Linked DNA regions of Sus scrofa: region 2 is linked to region 1. The links are chromatin contacts, called in public Hi-C maps. All regions are on one chromosome and are shown on one strand. Each heading gives the region's core, a stretch centred on a gene start, on an enhancer-like site or on the middle of the called end of the contact. The rest is flanking DNA. Distances are from core to core; before and after follow the strand shown.

Region 1 (5,734 bases), core at 1,199-3,698:
CCCACAAACCCCACAGCCATTTCCCCCGATGAATACTTTGACCCCAACTTCAGCCTGGAGTCGAGGAACATCGGCCGCCCCATTGAGATGTCCAGCAAAGTACAGAGGTGAGGTCTGGGGGCTTCTCCCAGGGACGGGGACCCTGCCTGCTGCCCCCGAGCCCTTGCAGACGCCTGTCACCCACGGGGCCCCCTGGAGGGGGAGGCCCACTCCCGCAGCCAGCTGCCGTCTAGACCTCGGTCCCTGGGGGCAGGGGCCAGGTCTGGCTTAGCCGTGGTCCTCAGAGCCCAGCTCAAGGCTCGGAGGGCCTGGGGCTCCTGGCTTTGTGGCCCAAGGACGCATCTTCCCCCCAGAGGGTCTGGTCTCCTCAGTAAAATGAGAACAGTTGCCTTTGGCTGCCTGTTCGCAAGGGTGCTGCGCGGCTCTGAGGAGCCGTGACAAGTAGCCCGGTGGGCCCAGCGCCGTCCTGGGAACCTCACGTGGACTCCCTGGGGCAGGGGGCGGGGAGGGGTGGCGCTGAGAGGGCAGCCCAGCAGTCCTGAACCCGGGCTCTGCTGGACCCACCATATGGCGAGGAGGTGCCAGCCCGGCCGGCTGTGGGCCGAGGAGCAGGCTTAGGCCGGCCAAGTTAAGCCGAGAGCTTGGCCCTGCCCTCCTCATCCAGAAGAGCTGAGCTGGACGAACCACCCGAGGCCCCGCCTGAGCCCAGGGTCTGGAGGCAGCTCCTGGGGGAGGGAGGCAGGGGCAGCTGAGGCCAGCAGAGGGCACCCCGGGCCGGGCGGCGAGCACAGGACAGGCACGGGCCCCGAGTGGGTGGGCCTGAGCAGAGCGGCCGCCAGAGGTTCCTTGACCCACGTCCTGCGGTCGGCTGGGCAGGTTCAAGGCGACACTGTGGCTGAGTGAGGAGCACCCGCTCTCCCTGGGTGACCAGGTGACGCCCATCATCGACCTGATGGCCATCAGCAACGCTCACTTTGCCAAGCTGCGCGACTTCATCACCCTGCGCCTGCCCCCCGGCTTCCCGGTCAAGATTGGTGAGCGGGTGGGCCTGGGCGGCCCGAGGGCCCCAGGCGGCCCGGGCTGCGGGGCTGGCTCAGGCTGGTCGTCTCCTCCCAGAGATCCCCCTCTTCCACGTGCTCAACGCCCGCATCACCTTCGGCAACCTGTGTGGCTGTGACGAGCCCCTAAGCTCGGTGTGGGCGCCGGCGCCCGGCTCTGCCGTCGCAGCTTCAGGTACCGCTGCGGGCGGGCGCCGGGCTGTGCAGCTCGCCGGTCCCCGTGTGCCGGGGGCTAAGCACGACCCCCCTGCCGCACCCAGGGAGCCCCTTCCCCTGTGAGGTGGACCCCGCCGTGTTTGAGGTGCCCGAGGGGTACAGCGTGCTGGGCACGGAGCGCAGCGAGCCTCTTCGTGACGAGGACGACGATCTGCTACAGTTTGCCATCCAGCAGAGCCTGCTGGAGGCGGGCACGGAGGCGGAGCAGGTGGGGTGCGGGCCGGGCCCAGGCCCTGGGCAAGGGCAGGGGTGGCAGAGGTGACAGCTCTGGGCTCTGGCTGCTGCAGGTGACTGTCTGGGAAGCCCTGTCCAACACCCGGCCTGGCACCCACCTTCCCCAGGGCACGGCTTTTGAGGAGCAGCTTCAGCTGGAGCGGTGAGGCCCTAGGACCAACCAGGTCCACGTCTCAGCCCTGCCCCGCCTCAAGGACCCTGCCAGCCGGGGGGTTCTTGGCTGGTCGGGGTAGGTGGCAGGCGGGTGCTAGTCCCAGGACTCCAGGCCCCCTTCAAGGCCACCCTCCATCGTCGCTACCCACCAGCGAAGGTGGCCTGAGGGACGGAAAGACAGGGTCTTCCTGTCCCGGCGCCGTCCTTATCCTCAGCCTCCGTAGCCTTGTCCCCGCCCTTGGCGCCCCCAGCCTTAGTGCTCACCGACCTGCTCTCCCCTCTCGTGCCTGGAAGGGCCCTCCAGGAAAGCCTGAGGATGTCCACCGAGACTGGGGGTCCGGGATCCCCTCACAGGACACCCCCGGCCCTGGCCCCCCCAAGCTTTGAGGAGCAGCTCCGCCTGGCCCTGGAGCTGTCTTCGCGGGAGCAGGAGGAGCGGGAGCGGCGGGGGCAGCAGGAGGAGGAAGACTTACAGCGCATCCTGCAGCTCTCGCTCACGGAGCACTGAGTCCCCGGCCCCGGGGGAGGGCTCCCCACCCACTTTTATAACTTATTTATTTATAAACACTCTGCTGCTGAGCTTGGGGCCTGGAGCCCCGGGGGTGGGCCGGCATTGGAGACAGAGATGGAAATAAAGACACCCTCAGCAGCAGGCTTGCTCCACTCAGTGGGGGGAAGGGGGGGCACCAAGGGGAGACAGTGGGGGCAAGGGCCTTAGACCTGGGTTTGAATCCTGGCCGAGACCCCCTTAGCGTCTCTGAGCTTCAGTTTCCTCAGCTATAACTGAGACCACCGACCACCTCCAGGGCTGCAGAGAGGGTACACTGAAATTGAGCCAACAGGTGTCAAGTGCCCTTACGGAGTAGGAGCTCCGAGACCAAGTCCCCTGAGCTCTGTCGCATCTATTGGAGACCCAGGTTCCCCGCCTAGCCACACAGTCTGGCCTTCCCGGAACCCACCCATGCGCGTGTCGGGGGCAGCTTCACCAGCCCGAACGAACCAGCGCGGAGGGGCACGTCAGCCTGGGTTCCTGCCCTAACTCCGGCAGGTTCTGTTGCAATGACTTGCAGTTAAGTCACTTCCCTCTGTCGCAGCTGTGAACCTGCTCATCGGGGCCTGCTCACCTCCACCCTGAGGACCTGCTGTGGGCCTCCTGGCGTAGTTCTGAGCCTGATATCCCCTGGAGCTTCATGTGTCCCTTAGCGATTCCCCAGAGTGGAAGCGCCAGGGCCAGCTGACAAGGAGAAACAACTGTGGGGTGCCCCTCCCTTGAGACCACTGTGTCTGGTCCCCTCCGAGACCCGGGTCCCCAGGCCTGCCTCGCTAGGTCCCGTGTCTGTTGGGCAATAGAACCCGGGCCCAGCTCCGGCAACCTAACCTGCCGGAGCAGGGAGGACAGGGGCAGGGGCGCCTCTTGGCCCAGAGCAGAGCTCAAGTGACCCAAGTGGGCGGAGCAGGGAGGACCGGGGCAGGGGTGCCTCCTGGGAGGAGGGACCGACCCGAGTGACCAGGGCAGCGTGAGCGGCCCCTTTGCTAGCCGGCTCCGCACCTGCGCCCCGCCCTCGACGTGTTTTGGGGGCGGGGCGAGGCGGGCCGAACCGGTCGAGCTGCGAAAGGAGGGGCGGTGGCCACTCGGGGCGGGCTCCGCCGGCAGGCCTCGGCGGGTGTCTGGCCCTTTAAGGGCCGCCCCCGAGGAGGTGCCAGGCCCTGGTGGCTCCGGACTTTCCTTCCTGGTCCTGTGGGGCAGGGACTGTCCGTGGGGCTGAGGGAGGGCGCGGCGCCCGGTGCCGGCCCAGGTGTCCCCGGCCTGGCCTCATGGCCCTGGTCACAGTAAGCCGCTCGCCTCCGGCCAGCGGCCACTCCACGCCTGTGGGGCCCACGGTGAGTCTGACTTTGCTGTGGTGCTGCCCACGCAGTCGGCTGCCAGTGGGCCTGGGGGAGTGCGTGCTGCCCATGGGCAGACCCTCCTCAAGCTTGGGCGTGGGTGGAGGGGGCCTTCAAGTCTCAGGCTGGACGGGTTTGGGGGGATCTTGAGGCTCCCAGGATCTCAGACCACAGCAGGGTTCGGAGCCCTGAGCGCCAGCCCAGGCTGCGGAGGCCCTACCCCCTTCCCAGGCCCAGATCTGGGCCAAACCTCCAGCAGCCACCCCCCCATCTTAACTCTGGCTGCCAACCTGGATCAGGGCCCGGGCTCCCCCAGTGCCTCCATGTGGAGAGTGGACTGGCGTGGGAAAGGGATCTGACACCTTTTCTGGGACTGGGGGCTGGCGATTCTTACACCCCCAGCCTAGCAATCCTTGAGTGGGGGGAGGAGGGGAGGGGGGGAGAGTCCTTCCTTCCCCGCATTTGACTGGCCCCGGGGGCTGCTTTCTCAGCAGGACCAGGCCTCCCAGCGCAGAAGCCGGCTCCAACGAAGGTGAGCAGCTGCCCCCAAGACAGGCGCCTCCATCCAGTGGCCACTTTTGGCCACTGCCATCCTGGGAGATTTGCAGCCAAAGCCAGCCACTTAATATGTGGGGCAGTAAGGCCAGCGGGCACGGCTGGTGGGCACGGATGGCTGCCTTTCCTTTCCTCTTCCCCGTGGTCAGTTCCGGCTCCTTCACCCACTGTCCCAGACCTGGCTCTGGCTGGTGGTCACGAGCCAAAGAACAGGATGGGAGAGCAGGGCCTGAGGCCCTCCGGGTCCCCGCCAAGTTCACAGTATCTCCTGAGTTAGGCAGGTGGGAAGGCAAAGGGAGCAACCTCTGTCCCTCCTTAGCCAAGAGGAAATGGGCTGGAGGCTTAAGAGCCTCTGAGGCGGTGGTTCCTGAAGTGCTGTGGCAGCATTCCTAGGAACCGGCTAGAAATGCACATTCTCGGGCCTCGGCTTGCGAGCCCCTGACTCTCTGGGGGTGGAGTCCAACACCTGTTCGAAGGAGCCCTCCCGGCAACCCTGACGGGCTCTGACGGTTTCCCCGTCCCCCCGCCAGGCAGAGCTTTGCAGTACTCCGTGGGGCTGTCCTGGGACTACAGGACGGAGGAGATGGTGAGGACGCAGCCCAGGCCAGCCCTGAGCCAGTGGAGGAACCCCCGAGTGACGAGCAGCCCCGCGGGGACCAGACAGATGACGGCCGTGGGCCCCCGAGTCCCGGGAAGCAGGAGCAGAGTCAGCACCTGCATCTCATGGTGGAGCTGCTGAGGCCGCAGGACGACATCCGCCTGGTGAGGGGCCCGCCAGAGCCCCTGGCCTCTGAAAGGGGAGGGAGCTCCCTCTGAAAGGGGAGGGAGCTGGAGGAGAGGGTGGAATGGAGCCAGTGTGTGAGTCTATTTGGGGAGCAGTGGTGTGAGGGCAGGGGGCGCCCAAACCCCAGTGACTCTGCAGTTTCAACTAGAGTTGAGGTTTTTTTGGTTTTTTTTAATGGCCACGCCCACAGCATATGGAAGTTTCTGAGCCAGGGATGGAACCTGCATGGCCACAGAGACAATGCCAGATCTTTAGCCTGCTATGCCACAGCGGGAACTCCCTCAAGGTGTTTTAACAGGGCAAGATTGTGTCTCTGGCGGGCTGGGAAGGATGGGGAGGTGTGTCCCGTGTGAGCCTGTAGACGCCAGATTAGGTCCAAGAGCTGGGAATGGCCCAGAGGTGGTTTCTGAACAACCAGCACAGGACCTTCTTGACTGTGTGACGGGGCTGGTGCTGGAGGGGCCCGGGGGCGGCTGGGACACAGTTCCCAGCTGCCTGTGGAACATCTCGCTGTCGGCAGCAGAATGGGAAAAACCGATGCTAATCTTTCGTCGAGCAGAATTTATTCTGCAGAAACACCATCCTCTGTTGTGAGATTGTGTCCCGAATATTTTCTTTGGTGAGAAACTTTTTTGGAATCATAATGGCAAGTGGAAAGGTGTGTTTTAAACCTCCTTCCCAGCCAGAAGCAAAAAAAATGGACACTCTGTCATGCCCGTTCTGGTTTTTTCTGCACACGTCCTCTTTGAGAAAAATCTTTTTAAACCTTTTATTGGACCATGAAATCCTGAAGTTAGGAACCGCTAGATGGTAACACTGATCTGGCATCTGGGAAGAGAGGGATGGGTAT
Region 2 (5,821 bases), core at 2,875-5,374, 190 kb before region 1:
GGATCCAGCAGATGCAGGTCTGTGGTGTAGGCCGGCAGCTGCAGCTCCAATTCCACCCCTAGCCTGGGACCGACCACATGCCACAGGTGCAGCCAGAAAAAGAAGCAAAGAACCTGCCTTCTGCGGAAAAGGGGAAGCAGGAGGGGCGTCGGGGAAGTGGAAGACTCACAGGTGTGCAGAGACGGGGAGCAGCTTCTGGGGCCACCACACAGAGGGGGAAGTGTGCATGCGCCTGGCCTGCTGGGGGCTGCTGAGAGGAGGGTCCCCGGAGGGGAGCAGTGGAGTCAGGACCTCTCACCTTTCCTTCCTCCCTAGCCCCACCCCCATCTGTCCCCGTGGCCCCCTCTTGGTCACCCTCCTTCTCTTTCTTGGAGAGCTCATCACCACGTGATCTGATCTTGTCTCCCTTGAGCTGCCCGCTCCCTGAGAGCATGGACTGCGTTTATTGGAATCCCCTGTGCCTCAAACGGTGCCTATAGCACGTAGAAAGCTGTAAAGAAATATGCAGAGTTCCTGCCGTGGCTCAGTGATTAACGAACCCAACTAGCATCCATGAGGACTCGGGTTCGAACCCTGGCCTTGCTCAGTGGGTTAAGGATCTGGTGTTGCTGTGGCTGTGGTGTAGGCCAGCAGCTACAGCTCTGATCAACCCCTAGCCTGGGAACCTCTATATGCCTCAGGTGCGGCCCTAAAAAGACAAAAAACAAAAAAAAAACAAACAAGTATTCAATGATGGAGTTCTCTCGTGGCACAGCGGTTTAGGGATCTGGCGTCACTGCAGCCACTTGGGTCACTGCTGTGGCGTGGGTTTGATCCCTGGCCTGGGAACTTCCACATGCCATGAGCGTGGCCCAAAAAAAGTATGAATGAATGAACAAAGGCCATGAGTCAACGCTCCACTTGGGGGGCCCTCGACTGCTCCCGCCTGGACCTCTTTAGAAGTCTCCAGGCCTCCAGACCCTCAGATCCTTCGCCCTCCTTGAATCCACCCAGAATCTGCCAAAGCACAGATCCAGTCACATCACCTTGAACCTTGTGCAGCCCCCTGCACAGAAGGACAGGGGACCTGGGCTCTCCTGCATCTGGCCGCAGCCCGCACGCCCCACCTTCTACCGAGGACACCTGACCGTCCAGCTTCATGCAGCGTGGCTGTACGGGCCTCCAGATCTTGCTCAAGCTATTTCCCTGCCTGCCCATCCTCCCTGCTTGTGCAGACCCACCCACCCACCCCCAGATCCTTCAGGGCCCAGCTCAGACACCACCTTCTCCAGGAAGCCTGTGGCTTCACCGCACGCACACAAAGCCGCCTGCACACTGGAGCATTTGTTGCCTTTGCGTGGTCCCCTTGGCTGAGGACCTGGGCCTCTCCTCCTATGCCGTGGGAAGGGCCAGGCGGGATGCCTTAAGATGACACATCTGGTGGCAGGACCAGGCCGGGGGGCCTGGCAGGGCGGAGGCGGGAGCAGAAGACCCGTTGGGCAGCTGCAGACACCCAAACACCAGAAACAAGCCACCACAAGTCAAGGCCGGGTGACTTCTGGGCTGGGAAGCTGTGGCTTCAGAGAAGGTGGACGGAGGGGAGGGTGGGGATGCTGAGAGTGACGGAGGAATGCAGGCCTCACCCCTGCATGCGTGAGTGGGGAGGTGGCCCCTTCCCAAAACACCTGTGCTGGGAGAGGTGGAACCGTCAGGCGGCCGGTTTCCAGGGTCAGCCCCAGCGTCCCCAGGCATCACGGGAGGGCGTCACTTGGAGATGCCCGGCCGAGGCCAGGTGTTGGGGTGGGTGGTTGTTTTCCTCCTCCTCTTCACCCTCCAAGCCCGCTTTCAATTCCTCACAACCCCCACCTGGCGGGGTGGGCACGGCCAGACAAGGGGGAGCCTGGGGAAGGCACAGCCCAGAGGCCCTCTGGGGCCAAGAACCACAAACCACAGTGTCTTCATGTCTCCGCCCCGCCTCCGCCCAGCCTTGGCGTTGTCTGCCGGGAAGGCGAGGGGTACGGGTGGGGACCCCAAGGCATCTCCCCCAGGACAGGCCACTCCCTGGCATCCTCGGGTGGGGAGGGCGGGACACACAGTGAGTCATGAAGCTTCCCTCCCCCCTCTGCCCAGATGGCACCCTGGGCCCCACAGCCGGTATGGGATGGGGACGGTGCCTACGGATCACCCACTTGGGCCACCCTCTTTGCTCTCTCCTGCCTTTGGCTCTTGGGGGCTCTTCCTTTGGAAGATGAGAACTCACAGCTCCCAGGAAAACATCCTAAAGCCACTGGCTAGGAAACCAACAAAGCCAGAGACCAGGATGAGGAGGAGAGAGATCCAAATCAGAGTGGGGAGCTCCCCTCGTGGCTCCGTGGGTTAAGTGGGTTAAGAACCCAACATGGTGTCCACGGGATGTGGGTTCAATCCCTGGCCTCGCTCTGTGAGTTAAGGATCTGGCATTGCCATGAGCTATGGCATAGGTCACAGACGTGGCCTGGATCTGTGTTGCGGTGTCAGCAGCTGCAGCTCCAATTCAACCCCTAGCCTGGGAACTTCCAGATGCCGCAGGTGCGGTATGGAGGCAAAAAGAAAAAAAAACAAAAAAACAAAAAAACCCAGAGCAGAATAGCTGACCAGTCACCATAGTTCTGGGGCTTAATCTCCAAGCTGAATGCTTCTGATTAGTAGGTCAGATTATGGAGAGTAGGGGGTTTTCCCAGGTTCAAATACTGGTTCTGCAATTTACCAGCTCTGTGACCTTAAAGGTGTCACTAGAGCTCTCTTTGGGTCAGTTTCCTTCTCTGTGAAATGAGGGTAAGAGTAGGACATATCTCCCAGAGTTGGATCAAATGAGTTATTGCAACCAGTGCCTATTCACTCAATCATCAGTGTTAACTAATACTTGCATTATTATCATTATTATTATTATTAGCTTTTTAGGGCCACACTCACAGCATATGGAAGTTCCCAGGCTAGGGGTCAAATCAGAGCTACAGATGCCGGCCTACACCACAGCCACAGCAACAGCAGGATCCGGGCCTCATCTGCGACCTGCACAGCTCACGGCAATGCCAGATCCCTGACCCACTGATCAAGGCCAGGGATCAAACCACATCCTCATGGATTCTAGTCAGATTTGTTTCTAATGCACCACGAAGTGAACTCCCAATACTCCAATTATTAACTATGAAGTGAGGATTTTTTTTTTTTCAGCTGCACCCGAGGCATGTGGAAGTTCCTGGGTCTGGGATGGAACTCCCACCACAGCCCAAGCTGCTGCTGTGACAACCCGTCCTTAGCTCACTTCACCTCAAGGGAAATCCAAAGTGAGGATTGCTACACTCTATGCAACATTGTTGCAGGGGCTGCAAAGCAGGAGCAAGCTGGAAGTGTTTGATGGTTGCTGGTCCCCTCTTCCCAATCTGGATGCCCGGGAGTGAAAGGGAGCACACACCCTGGTGATGACAAGGATAGGCACCCTCAGAGGGTGAGCTGGCAGGATGGGTCGGAATTTCCTCCAGGGCTCACGTTTGCTGAGGCTGACACCATGCCTGGTGCCCCGCTGAGCGCAGGGCAGACACTCCATGTGTTCGATTAGATGTATTGGTTGTCTGCCAGATGGGGGCCCCTTTCTAGCTCCTGCACCCCAAGCAGAGGGGTGGAGAAGGGAGCAGGATACGATCCTTGTCCTCCCAGCCTCCATTCTCTGTGAGACCCCCAGTGTGGACACAACCAGCAGGGGAGGCGAGTGTCTGAGCTTCACTAAGCAGCCTGCTCTTGCCATCGGGATAAACAGGAAGGGGGCTGGAGAGGCCGGGGGTGGGGGGTGGGAGGTCGGTGAACGAAAGACGCCTAGACATTCCCGCTCAGACCCACGCTTCTGAAACAGAGTTGTTCTAGGATGCCTGCCCCTGTCCGCCCACCAGAAGGGCGTCACAAAGTCCTGTCTGGCCAGGCGCTGTACGTGACATTCGGCACATCCAGTCCCCACAATCCCCACACTTTCCGGCTGAGGAAACAGAAAGCTAAAGAGCGGGACCCAAGGCAGCGAGTGGCAGAGCCGGCACCGGCCTCGGGCCTCCCAGCCCCCTCCTCCCCTGGACCCTAGCTGGGCGGCTGGACCTCGACCAGCAGGGGGCAGCAGGGTCCAAGGAGAGGCGGGACGCGGAGGCGGGGGGGGGGGGGGAAGGCCGGCGGCGGCAGCCAGGTGTGGAGATCTACCCCCATCGCTCCTGCCGGGGGCACTTTCGGGGACACACCACTCCCACCAGCCACCACCCACTGAGCCCGGACCCGCCCCATCATTTTACTGAAGAAAAGACAGCGTGGCCCAGTGACTTGCCCATGGGGCCAGACTGAGCGGACGTAAGATGATGCTGTCCCGCATCTGTCACGGTTCCAGGAGGTTAGAATCTAGGGTTTGAATCCCGATCCTGTGCTTGCCACCTCGCAGGATTGTCGTCAAGGGCGTGGGCGGAGTGAGATCAAAGGAGACGTCTCGGCAAAGCAATTCCCACGAAGCCCTGGAACCCGGCCTCCTTCAGTTTCCTCTGCGCTGCATCTGGGGAGGCAGGTTGGGACTGAACGGTCTCCGTCCCTGCCCTCCTCGCCCCTGACTCCACCCCAGAATTTGTAACATAGTTCAGGAGATGATCAAAATGCTAAAGAATGTCAAAGAATCTTGAAGGAGTGCTGCCGGAAAGTAAGGTGCTGTGAGCCGGCACCTGGGGACACGCCCTGCCCCCGGTGGCCAGAATTATCCTGGGGGGCTGGCAGGAAAAGGGGGCGAGGGACGAAGGGGAGCATCTGGAGGACCCTGGCTCCTCCTTGCAGGAGAACCAGCCTTCAGGGTGACCCGGACCCTGTGGGGGTGGGGTGGGGAGGGGTACTGGGAAAATTCAGCAGGAGTTTGTCTTTTTTTTTTTTTTTTTTTTTTTTAGCTATTTCTTGGGCCGCTCCCGCGGCATATGGAGGTTCCCAGGCTAGGGGTCCAATCGGAGCTGTAGCCACCGGCCTACGCCAGAGCCACAGCAACGCAGGATCCGAGCCGCATCTGCGACCTAACCACAGCTCACGGCAACACCGGATCGTTAACCCGTTGAGCAAGGGCAGGGACCGAACCCGCAACCTCATGGTTCCTAGTCTGACTTGTTAACCACTGCGCCACGACGGGAACTCCCAGCAGGAGTTTGGAACGCGACTCTCGGTCCTCCCACCTGCTGAAGGCGCTGAGTCACATGACAAAGGGCTGCCTCCACGGCTCTGGAAGGTGACAGCCCTCAGGACTTCCCTCTGGCTCCACCCTGTCACTCTAGGCACCCTGGGCTCTCCAACTCTTTTCACTTCCCCACCCCAGCTCCTCCCCCTCCAAAAAAAAAAAAAAAAAAAAAAAGGCCTGACAATGAGAGAGCTTCACGTTGTTATCACCACTCAGGTGCCTTAGGGCCCTGCAACTGCAACTTCCCAGGCCCCCACCCTCAGGCCAGGACAACCTTGACCGCAGGGCAGAGGGGCAGCTGGAAAGGCCCCCATCCATCAAGTGGTGACCTCCAGTCCCCTTTTCCTCATTCCCTCCTCCTGCTTCCTGGCATCTCATCCCAGATGAGCGCTGCTCTTTGGTGCAGCTCTTGCTTTTGTGTTGGTTGCCGATGCAGGCATTCAGCAATTCCTTATTGAGCACTTACTGTAAAATCCCTGTCTCCCAGCTTAGTACCTGATCCGTCCTTGGTTTCCTGGTCCTCCGCGGGGCCTTGCTGGGAGGCCGCAGCCCTTCCTCTATGGAAGCTGGAACCCCAGCCCCCCAGATGCTCACCCTCTCCTGACCCTGGCAGCTAGGCTGTCA

Evidence for each region. A called contact is a pair of places that touch in the nucleus more often than the background predicts.
Region 2: a contact with region 1 is called in a Hi-C map of skeletal muscle, with 4 times the contacts expected there. The contact joins the enhancer-like site here to the promoter of SSH3 in region 1. A contact is called at or near these places in 17 of 47 Hi-C or Micro-C datasets (alveolar macrophages, blood, embryonic fibroblasts and 8 more) and 2 of 2 datasets of contacts at active chromatin or transcription factors (alveolar macrophages and skeletal muscle).

What each region holds. Positions count from the first base shown.
Region 1 is chr2:5,190,589-5,196,322 of Sscrofa11.1, reverse strand. SSH3 (protein phosphatase Slingshot homolog 3) reads left to right here and starts at 2,448. Exons shown (of 14, transcript XM_005660638.3): 1 at 2,448-3,542; 2 at 4,037-4,077; 3 at 4,631-4,862. The coding sequence starts at 3,477. ANKRD13D (ankyrin repeat domain-containing protein 13D) reads left to right here. Exons shown (of 15, transcript XM_021082767.1): 10 at 54-107; 11 at 877-1,034; 12 at 1,117-1,233; 13 at 1,319-1,482; 14 at 1,562-1,650; 15 at 1,956-2,313. The coding sequence ends at 2,169.
Region 2 is chr2:5,381,919-5,387,739 of Sscrofa11.1, reverse strand. No RefSeq gene overlaps it. Among named protein-coding and RNA genes, the nearest start is that of RHOD, 19 kb to the left of the region's middle. Within about 2 kb of position 4,124, at least 37 of the 83 cell types and tissues checked have an H3K27ac peak or open chromatin away from gene starts, as enhancers often do. A contact at or near this core is called in alveolar macrophages, liver, omental adipose tissue and 3 more, where this site is marked.